2 separate regions of the Pan paniscus genome follow, and region 1 is linked to region 2. The links are chromatin contacts, called in public Hi-C maps. All regions are on one chromosome and are shown on one strand. The core of a region is the stretch at or near the end of the contact, and the rest is flanking DNA. Distances in the headings are between cores, read along the strand shown. Region 1 overlaps SH2B3 (SH2B adaptor protein 3). Region 2 holds the start of SH2B3 (SH2B adaptor protein 3).

Region 1 (5,333 bases), core at 820-3,319, 40 kb before region 2:
TGAGCCTGTAGTGAGGTCCAGGGTGCCTTCCCCTAGCCTCCTGAACACCATTCACACTGAGATCCCAAGAAGCACGTGCTGGCAGAAGGCCAGCCCTCCCAGCCCATTGGACCTCGACCTGGGGACATTCCCACTCTGCCATGTGTCTGACATCCGTTTCTCTTCCCACTGGTGAGCAAACAGCTCCCTGCCCAGCCAGGTGATAGCAGCTGCTGACGGTCTCATCACACCAAGCCCAAAGGGGCAGAGCCTAGCATGGCTAGCCCAAGTTACAGCCACTGTAAAACCACAAAATCTTGGCCCTGGACCTTCCCAGGACACCCGGCACATAGGGCTGCAGGGTGGATAGGAGTTAGCCACTGTTCCTTTGCCAGCAGGAAACCTGCTCCCAGGTCTCAACTGACCCTGCAGATGCTTCCTGTGCTGGGGCACTCTGCAGCCAAGGAGCCAGCTGCTTCCGGTTGGGAATCTGCTCAGGAGGGGGTTTGCCCCTCCCCTTCCTCTTGTGATAAGACTGAAAAGATGGCCGAAAGAAGAAAAGGGGAGAAAGAGATGAGATAAGGAATGGACAGAAGTGGCCCCACTGGGCCCCCTCCATTCAGGTGTTCCTGGAAAATACTACAACCCCTAACAAACTGGGAGCAGGGGGATGGAAAGCAGAGGCAGGCCCAAAGGATGTTCTAGCAACTGTGGCTTCAGGTGTTCTGACCTCCACCTCAGCCCAAAAGGGCATACCTTGGACTGGAGCTGCTAGTGCTATTGAATTGACCCCCAAAACCAGATGCTTAACCTTGCTTTACACACAGAGCTGCCAGGTACCTCTGTCGGAAGGATCATGACCCAGTGGCCTGGCCACATCCTTTATCCCCCTTCCCCACCTGCAGGAGAGTCAATGAACAGTGAGGTAAGAGGGCAGCCTGGCAGGAGCAGGATGGCCACCTGGGCCCTTCCAGCAGGTCTCCTGGGAGCTCCCGGGCCTGCTCTGGTTGGCGGACACAACAGGCTGGGGGAGAGTAATGACTGCAGGAATGACCAACACTGGCCACAGCTTACTGCGGCCTCCCACTAGAAAGCTGCATGACTAGAAAATTCCAGCCTGAAGTGACCAGCACCAGCCAGGGCATTTTCACCTCCTACTCCCAGAGGTCCAGCAGCCAGGATGAGGCAGGCAGAGTGAGGCCTCGCATGGCATCCACACGGGCACTGGACACAGCGCAGTGTGCAGGGAGTGGGGCCTCTGCGCTCTTGCCCATTTTTACAGCCAGCCAGCCCTGCAGAGCCTTCATTTCCTGTCTGCAAGATGGGTAAGGTGCGAGTGGCCACTTCCTTCTGCTACTTTTCCAGTTGGCCCTGCCTGGCCCCCACCCTTCCCCCTAGCTGCAGGCCTTAAGGATCACTGGGAGGATATAGGCCAGGCCTGGAGGGGAACGGGCCTAGTCTCCCTTTCAGTTCCGCTCCAGGCCTAGTCCCCAGTGTCAGTGCTGAGATTAACCAGCAGAGCTGCCGGTTTCACTCTGACTCTGGCCCCTGCAAGCCAGCTTCACCCGCAGCAGCTGAGGAACTGCTGAGCAGGCAGGCAGTGGTGAAAAGAGGATTCCCCTCCTCACCCACAGCCAGCCTGGCTGCCACCTGCCTGCTGGCTGAGCACAACCCAGGGGTTCTTCCCCGACTCCCCACAGCAGCCCGTGAGAGCCGCCCAGGCCTAGAGCCACAATCTCAACCCAAGCCTGCCAAGTATCAGAGCCGGGGTCCACCACTGAGCTACCTGGTGGTATGGGTGTCCTATGCCAGAGGCTCCAGCCAGGTTGCAGCGTGTGGGCACATGGGCGCAGGACAACCCCTGCAGCAGTCGAAACCTCAGCCTGGACAGCTCAGGCTCTGGCCACTGCAGGGAAGGACCACCAGATGCCCATCTGATTAAGCTATACGGGGGGATGGGTGATAGGGGAGACAAGCTCAAACCTGGGGGCTGTGTCAGCAGCTGTGGGGGCTTTAGGTTCCCTCCTCTCACATGCCCGCTATTCACCTCCCTCAAAAGTCAAGCCAGGCCAGCAACAGCTGCTCCCTGGACCCAGCTTAGGCTATACTGTGGTTGGGTGATCAAAGTGGCCAGATCATTTCAGGTATTTGTGGTTTGAACAGTAGAATGTCACCCACCACATCCTGCAGCGTCTATTTCTGGGGAGCAAGTCTTCTCCATTCCCAGCATCTAAACAGATGGCTTCTGTTTGTTATGGCCACTGTGGCTCCAGTGGGAATAATCTATTTCTCTCTTTGCTCTGGCTGCTAGGAATCTCAAAGTCAAAGATGCAGGCCAGCTCTGACACTACCCCAACGGTAGGACTTGTATTTATTTCAACAGCTAACTTTATCCCAGATGTTATAGTTCTTTTACCCTCTAGGGTTTTTTGTTTTTGTTTTTGTTTTTTGAGACAGATTCTCACTCTGTTGCCCATGCTGGAGTGCAGTGGCGCAATCTCGGCTCACTGCAACCTCCACCTCCTGAGTTCAAGCGATTCTCCTGCCTCAGCCTCTGCAGTAGCTGGGATTACAGGCACCTGCCACCACACCCAGCTAATTTTTGTATTTTTAGTAGAGCTGGGGTTTCACCATGTTGGTTGGCCAGGTTGGTCTCGAACTTCTGACATCAGGTGATCCGCCTGCCTTGGCCTCCCAAAGTGCTGGGATTTTAGGCATGAGCCACCACGCCGGGCCCTACCCTCTAGGTTTTAAGATTCAGCCCTGACCCTGCCACTTCCTATACAACCCTGGACAAAGGGTTCGGCTCTCCATGCCTTAGTTGTCATCTGTAAGTCAGCTCATTTTTTTCACAAGGTGAGCTAACACAAGCGAAAGGCATGACTCGCACAGCTGTTAACAGGCCGGTGAGTAAAGCCTGCTTGGCTCCCACTACACTACTGACAGCATGACAGTCCCCTCTGAGTGGCCTAGCCACTGGGTACACCCCCAGCTTCTCTCAGCCTTACAGAATTATTGCCCCATTTTGTCACATGCTCCCTTACCATCCTGCAATAAATTCCACGTAATATAACCAACATACTACCCTAACTAATTACAAGACAGGGACAACAAAGGAACGTCACTTAGCCGAAATAAAACGTGCTTCAGTGCAACTGTAGACAACACAACCAACTACTTGGCTGCTTCTGAGTTTGTTGTGAAAAGAAGGCTAAGAACATAAGGGAGCCAAAGGGCGGGGGAGCTAGGAAAGCCAGCCTGGTTCCAGATCCACCCAGGGTCCACATGGAAATGCAGTTCCAGGCTCCCTTCAAATGGCCCTGATCAGTCCCCCTGCAAAGGTCTCTGAGCCACAGTCCCGTCATCTGAGAAGTGAAGATGAAACACCAGCCTCGTGGGGTCACGCAGCTCTCCCTGACTCCCGCCTACCTGAGGATCCCTCTTTGTCCCACCTGGCTGTTCAGCCCGCCTGGAGGGAATGTGACGGGCTGGAGGCAACAGACCCTTCCTCTCTAGGCCTCACTTGCCCTCATGCTGTCACCTGGAAACTGTCTTGCTACCTACTGCCCCTTCTGTGTGCTGAGGGACAGGGGACCTGTCTTGACACAAACGTTTATAGGGCCAGGATGGTCCTTCTAGAGTCTTCCGAGGTACTGGGCCACACCCCACCCTGCCAGGTCCTCATAACCAGCTTGAGTGGGGTCTGTTACTGGCTTTGCCCTCAGGCATCCAGCAGAGACAGGCAAGTCGGGGCAGGGCAGGGCTGGACACACCAGTCAAAGGCCAGAGCTCTGGTGGCGTGACCACACCTACGTGGAGAGCAAGGCTGATGGCATGGCCTCCCCTGGTGAGAGAGCAGGAAGAGGCACAGGTGAGCCTGCCACAGCAGCCCCCAGAAGCCACCATGGGGCTTCAAGGCTGTGGGAATCAGCTTGAGCTTTTTCTAAGGTGGGGAAGCTCATAACAGGAGCAGGCCTGCTGGCTGTCCCCCTCCTCCTGGGACGCTGGAGGGCAGGACACAGGGCAGCATCTGACACACCCCAGCAGCAAGGGCTTGGCCCAGACCAGCCTTGGGGAGAGACCGCCCACCCCCGGGAACCCCCAGGCCACACTAGCTCCCTGGTGGTCTTACCTTCCCCAGAGCCTTTGAGCCCACATTCATCGGTGTACAGCAGCGGTGGGACAGGCCTCAGTCGACCCTCCAGCACCAGCCACGCCTCTGCCACACCTATGCCCTCAAGGAGGCATCTGGCAGCCTGGGCCTAGCTCTGCAGGTGGTTAGAAGAGCCCTAGCTCTACCACTTACTTACCTTTGAAACCTTGGGCAGGACACTAACTGGAGGTTCAGTTTGCTTTCAGTAATAGGGGGCCCGTAAGCAGGTCCTGTTGACCTTCTTACTGGAGGAGGAGAGGGAGGGGGTCTGAAAAGGCGCAGAGCAAATTCCAGATCCTGTCCTGGATGGCTGATCCCTCACCCTAGCCCAGAACCTGAAGTGGATGCTGCCGGGATGGATGAATGAGCATTATTATGGAAAATACTTAATCCAAGCTTACTGTCTGGTATCAAAAAGTTAACCTACTTGGGAAGCTGAGGCAGGAGAATCACTTGAACCTGGGAGACAGAGGTTGCAGTGAGCCGAGATCACACCACTGTACTCTAGACTGGTCGACAGAGTGAGACCCTGTCTTTAAAAAAAAAAAAAAATTCCTTGCCTCCTTCCAAAAATGATTTTAGTCAGGTTAGAGACACCCAGAAAGAGCTGGGAGACAGCTGCTACAACACAGACAAGAGTCCCTCTTGCCACAGATCTGTCTCAGCTTCCTGGCAGCCAATGCAAAGGATTCTCCGAGAGAGGACAGTCATTTGTGGAAAGAGAACGCTGCTGCTTAGCTCCATTAAAGACTCTGAGAAGTCCTGCAGCAGAGAAACCTATTAAACCCATGCATTACCCAGACTTTGACCTATTTCATAGACCTTATTACCATCCCAAGGTAATATGGGATTGAGGTGAGGAAGGTCCTCACCTTGCAAACTCTCCTTAAACGTGGTGCCTCTCAGCCATTCTCTGGGGTGGGCAGCATCAAGACTGAGCCTAGTTGCTAAAAGCCACCCAGTATCCTACCCAGAAATCCCTCAGGGCTACAGAACCATGCAGCAACTCCACCACCCTGAGGTTTGGGACACTTAGTCCTGTGCTTGAGTCCCAACTCTGCTTTCTCTTCCATAGGTAAGTGACTCACCTCTCCTAGCCTCAGTTTCCAATTTTTTTTTTTTTTTTTAAAGAGATAGGGTCTTGCTCTGTGGCCCAGGCTGGCTCACTGCAGCCTCAAACTCCTGGGGGCTCAAGTGAGCC
Region 2 (5,300 bases), core at 2,634-5,133:
CAGTGCCTTATGTGCCATGTCACAGCAAGTGAACAGCTGTTAAAGCCTTTCACAGATGTTGTCTCAATTGCCTCAGAGAGGTTAAGTGATCAACCCAAGGATTCCCAGCAATGGGAGACCCTCATGAACACCAGCCCTCAGAAGGGTGTGGGGTCATGTAAACTGGGTCCCAAAGGTGTTTCCAGCAAAAGGAGCTGTATTGGCCCAGACTGTGGGACAGCTCCCTACTATGTCCCTGAGACCCCCTTCACTGACCCTCCCCACCTTGGCTGGGGAGGGCACCCGGTCTCCCCTCACCACAGACAGGTGGCACTGAGACTGGCAGCGAGGAGGTCCCTCCAAGTGCCTCCGGCTCTGCTCCACCTGGGATATGGAGAATGTCTGGGGGTGGCACAGCGGGAGCCAGAAATCCAAGGGCCCAGCAGTCCTGTGGGATCTGATTTGTACTCAAAAGTTCTATTTATCGGAGAAGGAGGATCAGGCCCAGGTTTGAGAGGCATGGGGGTGGGGGTGGGGGGATGAGGAAAGAAAGCCGGCAGAGCTAACACCCACAACAAAAAAGATCATTCCGGCCCCAAGGCTACTTCTTCTCTTCCTCCTGACCAAGCCACTCTGGACACTGTGAATTCACTCATTCATGGTTCCCATGACTCTAGGAAGTAGGTACTATTAGCACACCCATTTCACAGATGAGGAAACTGAGGTGGGGCAGTTAAGCAAGGCCTTATAGCTAAGGAAGTGCCCAGATCTTCAAAATTCTGCTCCCAAAGACCCAGGAAATTCCAGTGCTATGTATGCAAGAGATGCTCAAGGGAGACTACTGAAGGAACACCTCATAGCCAATAACAGTAACACTAATGAAGGCAATGATAAAATCACCACTACCACCACCACCACCTGCAACTGAACCTCTCTTTGCCAGGCAGCAGGTGCTCATTACACACTGGCTCATTAAATCTCCACTGCAAACCTGTTATTCCCCCATTTTACACAGAGGGAAACTGAAGGCAGAGTCACTTGCCCACGCCTTCAGCTGAACGAAGGCAGTAGGAGCAGCAAAGCACAGTCCCCAGGACCCTCCTCACTATCCTCCTCCACTTCCTGCTGAGCCCCTGCAGAGCCTGAGCCCCCAGCTGCTGATGCTCTGAGCCAGCCCCTTCCCAGCTGGCCGCTCTGTGGCCCACAGGGACTCACAAAAGTTCTAGGAATGCTCACCCTTTGGCTCAGAAGGATTTTCCCTCCCAGAGGGGGTAGTGGGAAAAGGCTCAGGAAAAGTGCACTAAAAACCCTTCCAACTTCCCCCAGTAGGCCCTGGCTCTCATCCTCCGAGCCCAGCCTGCCCAGGTGGCCTCTGACGGCTCTCCCTCCACAAGGGCAGGTCCCGAGGAGCCTCCAGAGCTGTTTCCACTCAGGCAGCCAGGTCAGTGATGGGAAACCCAGACACAACCTGCGCCTGCATCCCTGGAGACCCACAGGCCCACTGCCCTGGCAGGGGCCCTGAGGCCTGGCTGCTAGCCGGTGTTAGGGAACTGTCATCTCCCCGGCGAGGGGCTGCGGGTCAGATCTCGGTCCCTCCTGCCACCAAAGCTGGCCTTGCCGACATTGCCTTGCCGGGGCCTCTGCTCTGAACCCCCCACCAGATTTCACTTCCTCCCACTCAGCCCAGCCTGGCCGTGCCCCTCCCTGGAGGCCCCCAGCTGCAGGCAGTGACCTCCTCACCTACATCATTGTGGCTGGGAATGGGGAAGAGAAACAGGAGAATGAGGAAACTAAAGAAAAAAAGAAGCGGGACAGGCAGGCAGACCCTCCTCTCCAGTTCCTCAAATGCAGTCCCCCTCCCTCAAAACAAAGCTCCCCTGGCCGGAGGAAGGGAAGGGAGGGAAGGGGATTTCTGCACCAGGCATCAGAGACCTCTGAAATACCATCCCTACCGTGCGGATCTAGAAGACCAACACCCACTCCAGACGTTTTTTGGTCGGGGGATTCCCAGGGAACCCCAGGCAAGAGGTGTGAGAGGATCAATACCAGAAACCTGTCTCTGGGACGCCTAGCCCTGGTGAACCGCCCAATTCAGCAGCATGCGGGGGCCTGGCCCGGTCGACCTCGGCAGTGCAGGAACTGGGGAGAGGGGCTTCCTGAATCAGGGCGCTACCCTCTTAGCCACATGGCCCGGAATGGGGAATGGGGAGGGGCCGGCGCATCCTCCCCCGCTGCCCCCACACCCAAGGGCTCATCTGTGCTCACAGCCTCAGTTTGACTACTTTCACTTTCAGGGTAGCAATGGGTGACCCCTGACCGCTCCTCCCCAGGCACAAGTTGAGGGGAGGGCCGCCCCCAACCGGCGAGGCTACCGTAGGGTGGGCTGGGGGCGTCAGCGATGCCCTCTCCCCCATCCCACGGCCTCAGTTACCCCAACGCTCTCCCTAACACGTGTGTGGGTGGGGGTAGTGGCTGAGTGGGGGGTCGTAGGCGCTGGGAGCCGTCACCCCGGAACGCCTCCATCTGAGTTGGCTGCAGGGCAGTATTTTGGGCTGGGGGTGACGCGCAGAGCCCGGGCAGAACTGGACACGGGGCCTCCCCTTTCCCCACAAAAGCCCTCCCGGCCCCGGAGGAGGGGAGCGCGGGCAAACGCGGGCTCACCTGAGAGACAGGAGCTCTGGGCCCGGCCGGCCCATGGCGTCGCGCGCCCCCGGGCCCCCGAAATCCCGAGGGGGCGGGCGGGCCCCCGCCCTGGGCGCGTCCTCTCCCGCCCGCCGGCTCCTCGCTCGCGGCTCGCTCGAGCGGGGCTCAGGCAGGAAACCCGGGCTCGGAAAATGGCCAGCGCCTCATCATTTCCGCCGCCAGCGCTTGACAGTTGCGGGAGGATGCGCCCCCGGGCCGCCGCCGCCGGGGAAACTTTGCAGCGGCCGCCGTCGCCACCGCGGGCCGCGACAGTCCGGGCGGGCAGCCGGGCGGAGGCGGTGGCCCGGGCCCATGCCGCCCCGCGCCGTTATGTAAAGAGGAACCGGCCGTGCGAGCGGAGCCCGGCGGGGGAGGGCGGCCGCGACAGGGGCGGGGCAGGGGCGGGGCCACCAGGAGCCACGCCTCAGGCCGCGCGCGAGTCGGAGATTCGGCTGGAGGGGCGGGCCATGAGGGCGGAGCCCGGACTGGCCCCGCCTACCAATCCCGCTACTCCGCGGCTGCCAGGGTCGGAGGGCTCTCCTGGCGCGGGTCCGGAAAAAGGCGAGGCCTTGCGAAGCCACGCCCACCACGTGCCCACCCGATTTCGCGTCCCACAGTCTGAAGATAGAAGTGAGGATCGGAGGGGCGGGGCGACTTTAGCCCCACCCACTCAACGCCGGCAGGTCACCAGGTGCCTCAGCGCCTGGAGGCGGGGCCAGATGAAGGGGCGGGGCCTAGGGCGGGCAGGGTCGAGGGGCCTGGCCTCCAGGGGGCGCGCCCTTGCTGACTCCCTCCTGCAGGGCCTTATCAGTGCCCGCAGGGCTGGGCCGTGCAATAGCGACCACGGCTTTCATCATCGCCCCAGGGAGGGAGCCCAGCCCTGCCCGACCCTGACTATCTGCGATCATGCTGACCCGACCCGCCACGGCCCCAGGCCCCCGATTTGGGTTCTGGCCCCAGCCCTCAGCTTTGCCTTTGCTACAGCCGGTGCCCGTATAGCCCAGCCTCGCTCCGGCCGCCCGTCCTGTCCCCCAATTCTAGGAGGGGTGCATCTTTCTCCAGGAAGCCCTCTCCGACCGCTGGCTCCCGTGGCCTCTGCGCCCACCCCCCTGCCCGCCCCCGGGCTACTTACATTTTCTCCACGGCCTCATGGGGAGCTGAGACGGACAGTGGGGTTCCCCCTAGTCCGGAGTGGGACATGCTCTCAGCCAGCCTCTCCCCCAACATGTGGGAGGGCGGGGAGGGAGGAATGTACTCTTCTCCCCCTCCCCCAACAGGAAACAAGTCGCCCACGCCCCCAGCTTGGAGGGGCCACCTCGAGCCTTCCCAGGCAGCAAGTGTCTCCATTCCACTGCCTCCCCCTCTTCCTACCCGGGCAAATGACTTGACTTCTCCGTACCTCTCCACTTCCTTGCCTATGAAATGGAAATAATGTGTACCCACTCTCCTGGCAGTGAGAATTAAGTGAGTTAATGCATTAAAGCAGTTAGCTCGAGGCTTGGCTCCAGGAAGCGCTCTGTGTTAAACAAATCGGCCCCAGTCCTGACCTTAGAGCTACAGGAAGGGGTTCCCCAGAAGGTGGGGATTTCCAGACTCCGAGTAGATGGGGGAAGGGAGCGGTCTGCTACAGGATTCCTGGTGTCCAATGACCTTGAAGAAAAAGGCCACAAAAATCTGCTTTCCGCACATTTCCAGGCACTGTTCTAGGCGCTGGGAACACAGCAGTGAACAACACAGATATCCCTGCCTGCGTGGAGCTGATATTCTAGTGGGGGGACATAAGGCACGAATAAGCAAGTGGGATCAGCTATGACAATGACAAAACAATTACGGGATGGAGAGCTGGAAGGGGATGTCTTAGATCCAGGGCTCAGGAAGGACACCTCTGCGGAACTAACATGTGAGCTTAGAACCCTCCATGACAAGAAGGATCCAGGTGCTATAACGTCTGAGGGAAGAGCATTCCAGGCCAAAGGAACAGCATGTGCAAAGGTGCTGAGGTGGGAATACATGTGGTGCTTTGGAATAAAGTCATAAAGGCAGTGGTGACACCTATACTGGTAAGAGATGATGTTTCAAAGGTGGGCCCATCACATGGTGTCTTGAAGGTCTTGGTGGGGACTTTGGGAATTATTTTGAGGGCAGTAGGGTGCCATGGAGGTTGTGAGGAGAAGGACCTGGGGAGTGTGGGATTCAAGCTGTTCACACGGCATCTGAGGATGTGGGAAGAGGGGTGGGGTGGGGGAATGTCAATGAAGTCTAAACGAGGCCGGGTGTAGTGGCTCACACCTGCAATCTCAGCACTTTGGGAGGCTGAGGCCAGCGGATCACCTGAGGTCAGGAGTTTGAGACCAGCCTGGTCAACAGGGTGAAACCCTGTCTCTACTAAAAATACAAAAATTAGCCAGGCATGGTTGCACGCGCCTGTAGTCCCAGCTACTGGGGAGGCAGAGGCAGGAGAATCGCTTGAACCTGGGAGGTGGAGACTGCAGTGAGCCAAGATTGCATCACTGCACTCGAGCCTGGGAGACAGAGGTAGGCTCTGTCTCCAAAAAAAAAAAAAAAAGTCTGAATGGATCATCCCATATTATTTGATCACTTTCTTATACCTGGGGACACTGCGGCCAAGAGAGAACAGT

What was found. Hi-C and Micro-C count contacts between places; a contact is called where the count stands out from the background.
Region 1: a contact with region 2 is called in a Hi-C map of induced pluripotent stem cells, with 2.8 times the contacts expected there. The contact joins the enhancer-like site here to the promoter of SH2B3 in region 2.

Annotation. Positions count from the first base shown.
Region 1 is chr10:119,507,672-119,513,004 of NHGRI_mPanPan1-v2.0_pri, reverse strand. The region is part of intron 2 of SH2B3 (SH2B adaptor protein 3); the gene reads right to left. Among named protein-coding and RNA genes, the nearest start is that of SH2B3, 39 kb to the right of the region's middle. Within about 2 kb of position 2,069, at least 1 of the 2 cell types and tissues checked has open chromatin away from gene starts, as enhancers often do.
Region 2 is chr10:119,469,908-119,475,207 of NHGRI_mPanPan1-v2.0_pri, reverse strand. It overlaps SH2B3 (SH2B adaptor protein 3), which reads right to left and starts at 3,883. Exons shown (of 8, transcript XM_034934513.2): 1 at 3,794-3,883. It overlaps LOC134728462, which reads right to left. Exons shown (of 2, transcript XM_063593243.1): 2 at 4,909-5,300.